Linked DNA regions of Sus scrofa: all the other regions are linked to region 2. The links are chromatin contacts, called in public HiChIP or PLAC-seq maps. All regions are on one chromosome and are shown on one strand. The core of a region is the stretch at or near the end of the contact, and the rest is flanking DNA. Distances in the headings are between cores, read along the strand shown. Region 1 holds the start of AUH (methylglutaconyl-CoA hydratase, mitochondrial). Region 2 holds the start of GADD45G (growth arrest and DNA damage inducible gamma). Region 3 holds the start of NFIL3 (nuclear factor interleukin-3-regulated protein).

Region 1 (3,047 bases), core at 436-2,935, 1.4 Mb before region 2:
AATAAACTCTTTTTAGACTCCTTTACTGTTGTAGAGGACAGAATAAAATTCCTACTGACTGGAAAAAATGTATAAGGAACAGGAACCCCCAAGACCTGAAGAGGAAGGGGGGCTAGAATGACAGCTTTCCAGTGACGCTCTGACAAAGCAGGAACTCTTTTCTTCTGTCTGAGAGGTAAAAGGGAGACACTATAACTTGGAAGCCTAAGAAAGGTAAAGAGCGATGGAGTTGGCCTTCAAATTGTAGAATTTCATGGCCAATTCTCATTCTAGGTGTGCTCATAGCAGAGATTTAGGGCCTCGTGGGGAAGGCACCATTCAAGCTTTCCCTGGGTCTGGGAAGGGAACATCAAAGGATATGAGGGGCAGAGGAAGGCAAACAGGTGGCTTGGAGGAGAAGGCTGGGTGAGAGGCTTGGAGGTCTTCCAGAAGTGTCAATAACTAGTTGTCCAGGGCAGGCTTCCAGCTCAGTCCAGGGCAGCACAGACTCACTGGATTTGAATTAGGGTCCACGTGAACTGGGGCATCTATCATTTATTTTGCACTAATAACTAAACATTTCTTATAACCGTTTTTAGACTTACAGAAGATGTGAGAACACAGTACAGGGTTCCAGTAGAACCTCACCCCTAGCCTCTCCTACATTAATATGGTACCTTTGCTACAATCTATGAACCTGTAATGACATGTTATGAACTAAAGTCTATATTTGGATTCCCTTCATTTTTGCCTAAGTTCCACTTTCTGTTGCAGGATCCAAGCCATGATCGCACATTACATTTAGCTGCCATTTAGGTTTCTCTTGGTTGTGACAGTTTCTCAGACTTACTTTTGATGACCTTCACAGTTTTTTTGTTTTTTTTTTTGCCTTTTTGTCTCTTTTGTTGTTGTTGTTGTTGTTGTTATTGTTGCTATTTCTTGGGCCGCTCCCGCGGCACATGGAGGTTCCCAGGCCAGGGGTCGAATCGGAGCTGTAGCCACCGGCCTACGCCAGAGCCACAGCAACGCGGGATCCGAGCCGCGTCTGCAACCTACACCACAGCTCACGGCAACGCCGGATCGTCAACCCACTGAGCAAGGGCAGGGACCGAACCCGCAACCTCATGGTTCCCAGTCGGCTTCGTTAACCACTGCGCCACGACGGGAACTCCCTTCACAGTTTTAAAACTGTTCAGGAAAGGCCGTGCCACCTGCCTGAGATGGCGGGCTAAGGACCCCTGTGTTCTTTGACTGTTTTCCAGCCATTCCTGAACTCCGTATGGTGAGGATCACATATGTTTACAGGCACCTTTAACTGATAATTCACGGCTCTTATATGCATGAGTAAGTACACTTACCGAGTACACCGGTTATAAACAGGATCCCCTCGCAGAGCTGCCATCCTGTCAGCCAAACCTTAGTTCACTTTTGCAGGGAACACATGACCCGAGGGCATAGCCCAGGGAATGTAGGGAGGCGACTCTCTTCGGGGCGTTCTTATAGAATGTGTTCTACCCTAAAACATTGCGCAGTCTTGGAGAATTACTTCACCCTGCCTTTGCTGGACAAAGCATTACACTCTGTGTCAGGCAAGGGAGGCCTGTGCAAGGAGGATCTGGAACGAGGTCCTCGGTGTTGGGCGGGGCGAGCCCTCGGGGGCGGGGCCAGGGAGGGGCGACGCGGGGGCGGGGCCTGGGCGTGCCCTGCGGCGTGCAGCGACCGCAGGCCCACGCCGTAAACAGAGAACATGGCGGCGGCAGCGGGGGTACCTGGGGCCTTAGGTACCCTGCGGGCAGGCCGCGCCCGCTTGGTGGCTGCTTACTGTGCGGGGATCGGCCCCGGGTGGAGGCTCCCTGGCTCCTGGACCGGCCTGCCGGTAGGGCCGGCCATCTGGGCTCGGGGCTGGACGCCCGCGGCCGGGGGTGCGGCCTGGCGAAGGGGCTACAGCTCTGAGGCGAAGACGGAGGACGAGCTGCGGGTGCGATATCTGGAGGAGGAGAACCGAGGTGAGGGGCGCGACGCGGGCTGACGCCGGTCCTAGGAAGGGGTCGCAAGGTCGAGTGTCCGGGCTGACGTCCTTGTCCGCCGAGAGGCCTGGGGGGCCTTCCCCTCCCCCATCGAAGCATTGCAGCTATTTAGTGCTCTCCACGCTTAAAGGTGTCCTACGGAGCAGCTAACCTGTAAAAGCGGCCCTACTCAGCGCCGAAGACAGAAACGCAGTTTACGCCCTCAACTCTAGACGAGCCAAGGTCAATAAACCGGGTGTGTGATATTTGCTTCCAGATTTTGTTCTTGCTCTGTAATGGCTTTCTGTCAACTCAGATATCAGAGGGATAGTTTTAGAAGCTGCAGTGAGAGTGCACTTTATTATGCTGAACATATTTAAATTTAAAGCTGTTCATCTGGAGCAGTTTTTCCCTTTGTCCATTTTATCTGGTTAGTTTTGTGGTCTGTTTCACTTTAGTTAAACAGTTTTGAGCCTTGTCATGTTCTTCCAAGCGACTTGCTAAGGGAACACAATTGTAGTCGTATTGATCTTGCCCTTGAGCTACCTTCAGTGGGAGGAGACAGACTCATTAGCAATACAATGCGGTGGGAGTAAGATTGTGGGTGTGTGCCTTTCGGTGGAATTACTGTAGAAGCTCACTATCTTTGGCTTGCCTCGTTGGGAAAAGCTAAATGGATCATGAAAGGTGGAAATAGCAGTTTACCAGAAGAGCAGTTATTTAATTCTAACACGCAGTTATTGAGCACCTATAATCTGTTAAGCGAAAGTGCAAAAGGAGTTAAGTCATGTTTGCTGTCTTTAAGCAGCTACCAGTTTAGCGAGGAAGATGCTGGTGGTTAAAAGGCTATGCTAATTTAAAGCCTTGTTGAGAGCAAAGGGCAGTAATACGCCCAGCTGTATTTGGGGAGATTGGTGGAGTCCATGGGGAGTCATTAGGATTTCTTGCAGTGGAATTTGACGTTAATGAGGGTTCCTAGGCAAACTTGCTCTGCTTCCACTATCTTATGTGTAAAATAGGAGAAATAATACCAACTTTGTATGGCTGCTGTGAAGTTTAGAT
Region 2 (2,985 bases), core at 476-2,975:
AGTTCTGCTAACACCCAGCCAACGCCCCCTCCCCCACTTCGAGCACCCCGGGAGCCTGTAATTCAGCCCTAACAGGAAGATGGAACAGGTGCCAGCGAGTTCCGGGAATTTCAGAAATCGTCAGCAATCCCGCTAACCACCTTCCCCTCAGACAAAGATCCCCTGCCCTCAATAAAGAGAGTTAAGTTTTTTTCAGTAAGTTTATTGTAAGACTCAACGCTGCAGCAGCATAATCCTTTAGAAAACGAAGCATCGCCCGGATCCGTTTTGAAACAGCAGTGCCTACTGCTAAGTCCGTCAGAGCTTCTGTTACTGTACAAGTCCAGGCCTCCTGGCCTTGCCTTTCCCCTCCTTTCTGCCGGGAGCACAGGCTGCTGAGTCACGCCTGCCCGGCCAGTCTGTCCTTCCCGGCCGCGCGGCCAACGTCCCGCCTCCGGCCTTCCTGGGCGAGCAACCGCTCCCCACACTTGTAGAGTCCTGGGCTGGGGCCAGCCTGCCCCTGTCGCCGCCGGGCCCCTCCTCGGGAGGGAGCCGCACCTCCTCGCCGCTCTCCACGCGCCGGCGCCTGCCAGTCTCCACGCCGCACTCGGGCGCCCTCCTAGGGCGCATCCACAGAGCCAGCCCCGCGCTAGGCGCCCCGGGGCGTTACCACGTCGATCAGACCAAGACCCCCGCCGGGCTGTCACTCGGGGAGGGTGATATTGGGCACCCAGTCGTTGACGCTGCGACTCTCCTCGCAGAACAGGCTGAGCTTCTCCAAGGCGGGGTCCTTCCACGCGTCCTCATTGGGGTTCTGCGAAGAGAGTCCAGAGGTCAACCGGGCTGGCCGCTGGCAAGGGCAGGGATGACATCGGGATGGAGGCGACACTCACCGAAATGAGGATGCAATGCAGGTCTCCCGGCGTGCCCGCCTCGTCACCGGTGCCCACGATCGCCGCCAGCCGCTGTACATCGCCCACACGCACGATGTCGATGTCGTTCTCACAGCAGAACGCCTGGATCAAAGTGAAGTGAATTTGCAGCGCAATGTCGCCCTCGTCTTCCTCGTCAGCAGCCAGCACGCAAAAGGTCACGTTGTCGGGGTCCCTGCGCGAGCGAGAAGGAGGTGAAGAGGTCAGATCGGTGTGCCCCGGGTGCCCCGTGCCGCCTTCTCCCCGGTCTCCCTTGCCGCTCTGCCCGCCCCCGGCCGCCTCGCCCGGACCGCGTCTATACTCACACATTCAGGACTTTGGCGGACTCGTAGACGCCGGCGGTGAGGCAGCCCTGTCGCTGCGCCGACAGCAACAGCTCGTGCAGTGCTTTCCCGGCGCCCTGCATCCTGTGGAGGAGCCACCGCCATGAGCGTGGACAGGCCGGAGGGTGAGCCAGGACCCCCGAGCCCTGGGAGGCACCCCCGGCGCCCGACTCCGGCGCTCCAGCCCAGTGCCGCACCCCCAGCCCAGCGGAAACACTTGGGCCTGACTTCTACCCAGCGGACCCCCACCCCGGAAGGTTTCGAAGACTGCGCCCAACCAGCCGCGGCCAGGGCAGGACCAGGATCCCGGAGCCCTGAGACGTTCGGCGCTCAGCGCGGACTTACCTGGCCGTGCTTTCTGGAACCGTATCCTGGCCGCGAACTTCTTCCAGAGTCATGTTGCGATCCGCAAGCAGCAAGTTATCCACAAAAGCAGAGGGCGGAGCGGACGCGAGCGAAGAGAGATCAGCCCGCAGCTCTGCTCGGCGTGCCCACCGCCAGCGAGTGAGCCCGGGTCCCGCCGCGCGCCTTTATATAGGCTGGGTCTTCGGCGCCGCCAGCTGGCGCAAGCCTGCGCGCCCATTGGCCGGCGCCCGCTTTCTGATGCAAATGAGGCGGCGGCCGGCGGCTCGTGCCAGAAGGCCACGTGGGGAGGGGTGCGGGGGATGACAATGCCTCAAATCTGCTGCTTTTGTCGGGGTGTTACCAGGCAGCCTGGAGCCTGCAGATTTCATCTAGCCTTTTTGTTTTTAAGTCTTTAAAAGGGAAAAGTTTAAAAAAAAAAAAAAAGCCAAACCCTTGCTAGCTAATAGTACGCTGCAATTTGTGAAATGCACCGTTGGAGAATCTAATGAATTTATTTTTGCATTTATTTTTGTTGTTACCTTTCTATTTTTTCTTTACTCTTAATTTGGAGTTTATGAGACAGTAGCTTTTAAAGCGGAACTTAAAAACACACAGTCCTGGCTTTAAGCTTGCAAAAGGCCCGGGCGCAGCTCCCTCCACCTGACACTAGGGCCCGGAATGCGAGGTTCTCCCTGCAGAATCAAGGCTCCGACCCCGTCGCGCTGGAAAGTCCCACCCGAGCTCCCCGCCCTCTGCAGAGCGCTGCGGGGCGCCGGGGCTCCCGAGCAGATTGCGGCCGGCGCACGCGGCTCGTTTGCATTTCTATGGAGGACGCACAATAGCGGAGGTCTGGCGTGTGGCGGTTTGTGGGAGGGACAATCGAAGCTTTCTCTTCATAGCGACACTGTCCACCTGCCGCTGGGTGGGGTGGGTAGGGCCCTGCCGCTCGTGGGGGTCGCCGGGCTGCCTGGCGCGTGGGGGTCGGGGCCGCGTGCCGCTCCTGCCCTCCTCGGTGCGCGGCTCCCCACCCCCACCCCCGCACAGGCCCTGCTGCACCAGCGGCACGTTTGCATGTAATTCCGCCCCACCGGGTCCTTGCACACGTGCGGAACAGCGGTGGCAGTTGGAAGGAACACCTGGCTGCTGCACCATTTACACAGCCGGCTGCGCTCAGCCCGGACCCCTTGGCTCCAGGCCCCTAGAGCTTGGGGAACGCGGCTCGGAATATCTTTCCCGGAGCGCCATCTACAGGCCGGCAGGAAAGATCCTGACCACCTCCCTCCCCTACACTTGCATTGACCACTAGTGACTTGGCCTGCAGCCTCCTGGTCAAGGAGCTGCCCTGGTAGGGTCGGCTGAGCTCCCTCCAAGCTGCGTATTAACAGAAGTCAGAAGAAAGGCTGCAA
Region 3 (3,063 bases), core at 527-3,026, 1.4 Mb before region 2:
TTCTAAGCTGGTATCACAGATATCTTTTACACTTCATCTGATTTCCAAGTAAGATGGTGATTAAAAATGATGCAATAATATGATACAAGCACAATCCAGAATACCCTCAAGTAATTAGAGGCGTGTCAGGCTTCAAAATTCAGCATAAAAAACAGATTCCAGGTTCAGAGAGTTTCTCCGCTATTACCAACTGAGGTGACTTCAAGCCTGTTACCTACCTTTCTTGAATTTCAAGTTCTTTTTCTATAAAACTATTTTCCATAAAACTATTTTCTGCCTGTTCTATGACAGCTTTGGATTCTGTGAAATTATTTAAAAAAAAAAAACAGAACAATGTGGGAGAATATGTTGTAGATGTGCTCTGGGGGGCTCTGGATTTCTATGAATTAGCTCCATTTCTAACCCTGTAAAGGTAACTGACATGCATATGGTTTTCATTTCATCTAAAAGTGGTTTTTCAAAGCTATAATGGGCATTGTGAGGACTGAGGATGAGGAGGAAATGTATTATTGCAAGTGAGAAAAGTGGAGAATATAAACCAAAATCAGGATTCATTTTCATCAATGGAGTCAGTTCTTTGGAATAAATATCTAATACAGGTGACTGACTCAGAAGCCACACACAGATGTGCTTCTTGAATTGGTGAGCACTTGGAAAGGTGCATTTGGGGAAGATGCTAAAACCCATATTGCAGGTCTATATTGTCAGAGCCTTGTTGGTAAATCTACACCTTACCAGGTGAATCGTGAACATGTGTGTGTTCTGAACAGCAGCATTGTCCTTGGAGAATAGTTTGAAACGTGAAGCTTTCCAAAACCTAATATGTGATAAGAATGTTTAAGCATCCATTTGGGGGTACTTACAATTCCTCAGTAAGAGACTGAGGAAGATAGAAGAGACAAACTTAGCAAGCAGATTTTCTATTGATGATAGACCTCGGTGAGGGTAGCTGGGAGAAAGGAAGGTGTTCACTCTATATTTTGGTGTTTAGTTCAACTTTTTTAAAGAATATTTTATCATAAGAAAAAGAAGTGGAAAGTCATGCAAGGCATTCAGCCCAGCTTCCACACAGTCCAAGCAGAGCAGGAGGTCTTTCCGCACCTGCCACATTCCCTATTTGGGCAATCTGTGCGTCACTATCAAGAATATGGCTCCCTTCGTAAAAGGCAGGCGCTGCCGCTTTTATCGATTTATCTATCTATCAGGAAATGCGCCGTGTGTGTGCCACGTGCCTTTACAGTCTTTAGCTCAATGACCTGACTCGCCGGGAGGTGCCCTTTCCCCCATTTCTTTACGTCTGTTACGTAGCCCGGGAATTTGGGAAGAAGACAATTGCATCCAATTAGAGGCAGAAATGACCGACTTGCTTCTACTTCAAGATCAAGAGACTCTGAACCTCTGTCTCAAGCGCCAGCAGCAAACACCAGCGAGCGTACAGGATGGGCGCACCCGGCCCGCGGACCCGCACTCCGGGCGGCCACTCTCGGCATGGCCGGGGGAGGGGGCAGATGGACCTTGGCCAGCTTCGTTTCCCAGTCGTGTTACGCAACAACTTTGCAGCCGTCATCTTCGCCCTAATTGTGTAGGGGGCGGTGTTCGTGCGTTGCGCTTTCTCCCCCCACCCCACCCCCCGCGCTCCCGGCCGTCGCGCTCCCAAGGGAGACGCGCGGGGCATTGTAATCGCTGCCAACGCAGCACCGCGGGGCTCGGAACCGCCACCCGCCTCCCTCCCCTCTGCGGCCGGCCCTGAGTTCTGGCCGCTCGCCTGCGCTCACCCTCGGCCTCCTCTCTCGCCCACCCCCAGGAGGAGGGGTCCTCTCGGCGTTTAGAGAGGGGAAGGCGGAGGTCCCTGCCACGCCCGGGTCGAGGCAGCCTCCAGCCCTCCGCCTGGTACTCGGTCGGCAACAGGTAGCCTGGCTCGCTGAGCGCTCGGGGAAACAAAACGCGCCTCTGCGAGTGAGCGAGGGTCGCTGGGCTTAGGTACCTCGGTGACCGAGAGGGTGAAGGCAACGGTGAGGGGAGAGGGACGGCAAGGTAGGGGGTCTCGGGCCCCTCCTCAGGCTTGCCCCGGTCGAGGTGGCCACGCTGGCCGTTGTGCAGCCCTGAAGCGGGGCGCGAGGCGCTGGGCGCGGGTCCTCCAGGCGCTCGGGCGGTGGCAGTAGCCGCGGCCGGGAAGGGACGCGGGCTGCTTGCTGGTGGCGCTGCCGGGAGGGGGCGCGGGCGGGGGCGGGGCCTGTGAGAGCCCGCCCCCGCCGGCTGCGGCCATTGGCGGTGGGCTGGGGGCGGGTGCGGGCACAGCGATTGGGGCCGCGGCCGCCCGTCACGGCTAGGCTGGCGGGCGGCGACGTAGCGCCGCGCTCGGAACTGACCTACTAACACACATCTCCCGGCGCGGCCACGGCGCCCGCGGACCCGGCGCGCCGCCCGCCTCCCGCGCCGCGCCCTCGCCGCTCCTGCCGTCCCGGAGGCCTGGCCGGACCCGGATCCCTGAGCGCCTCCAGCTCGGCTCCCGACTCCCTGCTCTTTCTCCCTGTCGCCCCGGCTCGCCGGCCCGAGAGCAGGAACACGGTAAGCGCTCCGCCCACCGCCTGCCCGGGCCCGGTGCCCCGTTCCCCGCCCGCTCCTGGGGCGCGCGGCCGGCGGGCACTGGGCGCGGACCGGGCTGCGCGCGGGGCCGGGCTGTGCGCGGGACTGGCCGGCGGCTGCGAGTGTGCGCGGGGCATTCATTACATAAACTTTTGCTGCCTTGTCAGGAGGGGACTCGCCACCTTAAGGTGGCTGCTTTGATTGCAGCGCCCTCGCGCCGGCACGTAGTCCGAGCTGGCTTGCGCTCCCCCCGCCACTGTTGCATAATGTCTCCTGATTTCAGGAAAATTGATGTTTTGGTAGAGAAGAGCGCCGGGGAGACTGAGCCATCTCCTGGGGAAGGGCAGCGCTCTTTCCTTTCTCGTGCCTTCTGCGGGGCTGGCGGCGGAGGAGAGGAGGGGGGCTGACTAATGGGCAATAGTCTTGATTTTCTCGTTGAGAAAGAGCATTGGTAGCGTGAACGGTGACGGCATTCGG

The links. HiChIP or PLAC-seq counts read pairs in DNA pulled down with a chosen protein or histone mark.
Region 1: an H3K27ac HiChIP or PLAC-seq map of alveolar macrophages shows a contact between it and region 2. The contact joins the promoter of AUH here to the promoter of GADD45G in region 2. A contact is called at or near these places in 1 of 47 Hi-C or Micro-C datasets (heart right ventricle) and 1 of 2 datasets of contacts at active chromatin or transcription factors (alveolar macrophages).
Region 3: an H3K27ac HiChIP or PLAC-seq map of alveolar macrophages shows a contact between it and region 2. The contact joins the promoter of NFIL3 here to the promoter of GADD45G in region 2. A contact is called at or near these places in 4 of 47 Hi-C or Micro-C datasets (embryonic fibroblasts, heart right ventricle, mesenteric adipose tissue and 1 more) and 1 of 2 datasets of contacts at active chromatin or transcription factors (alveolar macrophages).

What each region holds. Positions count from the first base shown.
Region 1 is chr14:2,544,967-2,548,013 of Sscrofa11.1, reverse strand. AUH (methylglutaconyl-CoA hydratase, mitochondrial) reads left to right here and starts at 1,685. Exons shown (of 8, transcript XM_013990241.2): 1 at 1,685-1,985. The coding sequence starts at 1,727.
Region 2 is chr14:1,164,740-1,167,724 of Sscrofa11.1, reverse strand. GADD45G (growth arrest and DNA damage inducible gamma) reads right to left here and starts at 1,725. Exons shown (of 4, transcript NM_001185129.1): 1 at 1,580-1,725; 2 at 1,217-1,318; 3 at 873-1,086; 4 at 187-793. The coding sequence starts at 1,632. The coding sequence ends at 683.
Region 3 is chr14:2,602,487-2,605,549 of Sscrofa11.1, reverse strand. NFIL3 (nuclear factor interleukin-3-regulated protein) reads left to right here and starts at 1,776. Exons shown (of 2, transcript XM_001928870.6): 1 at 1,776-1,908.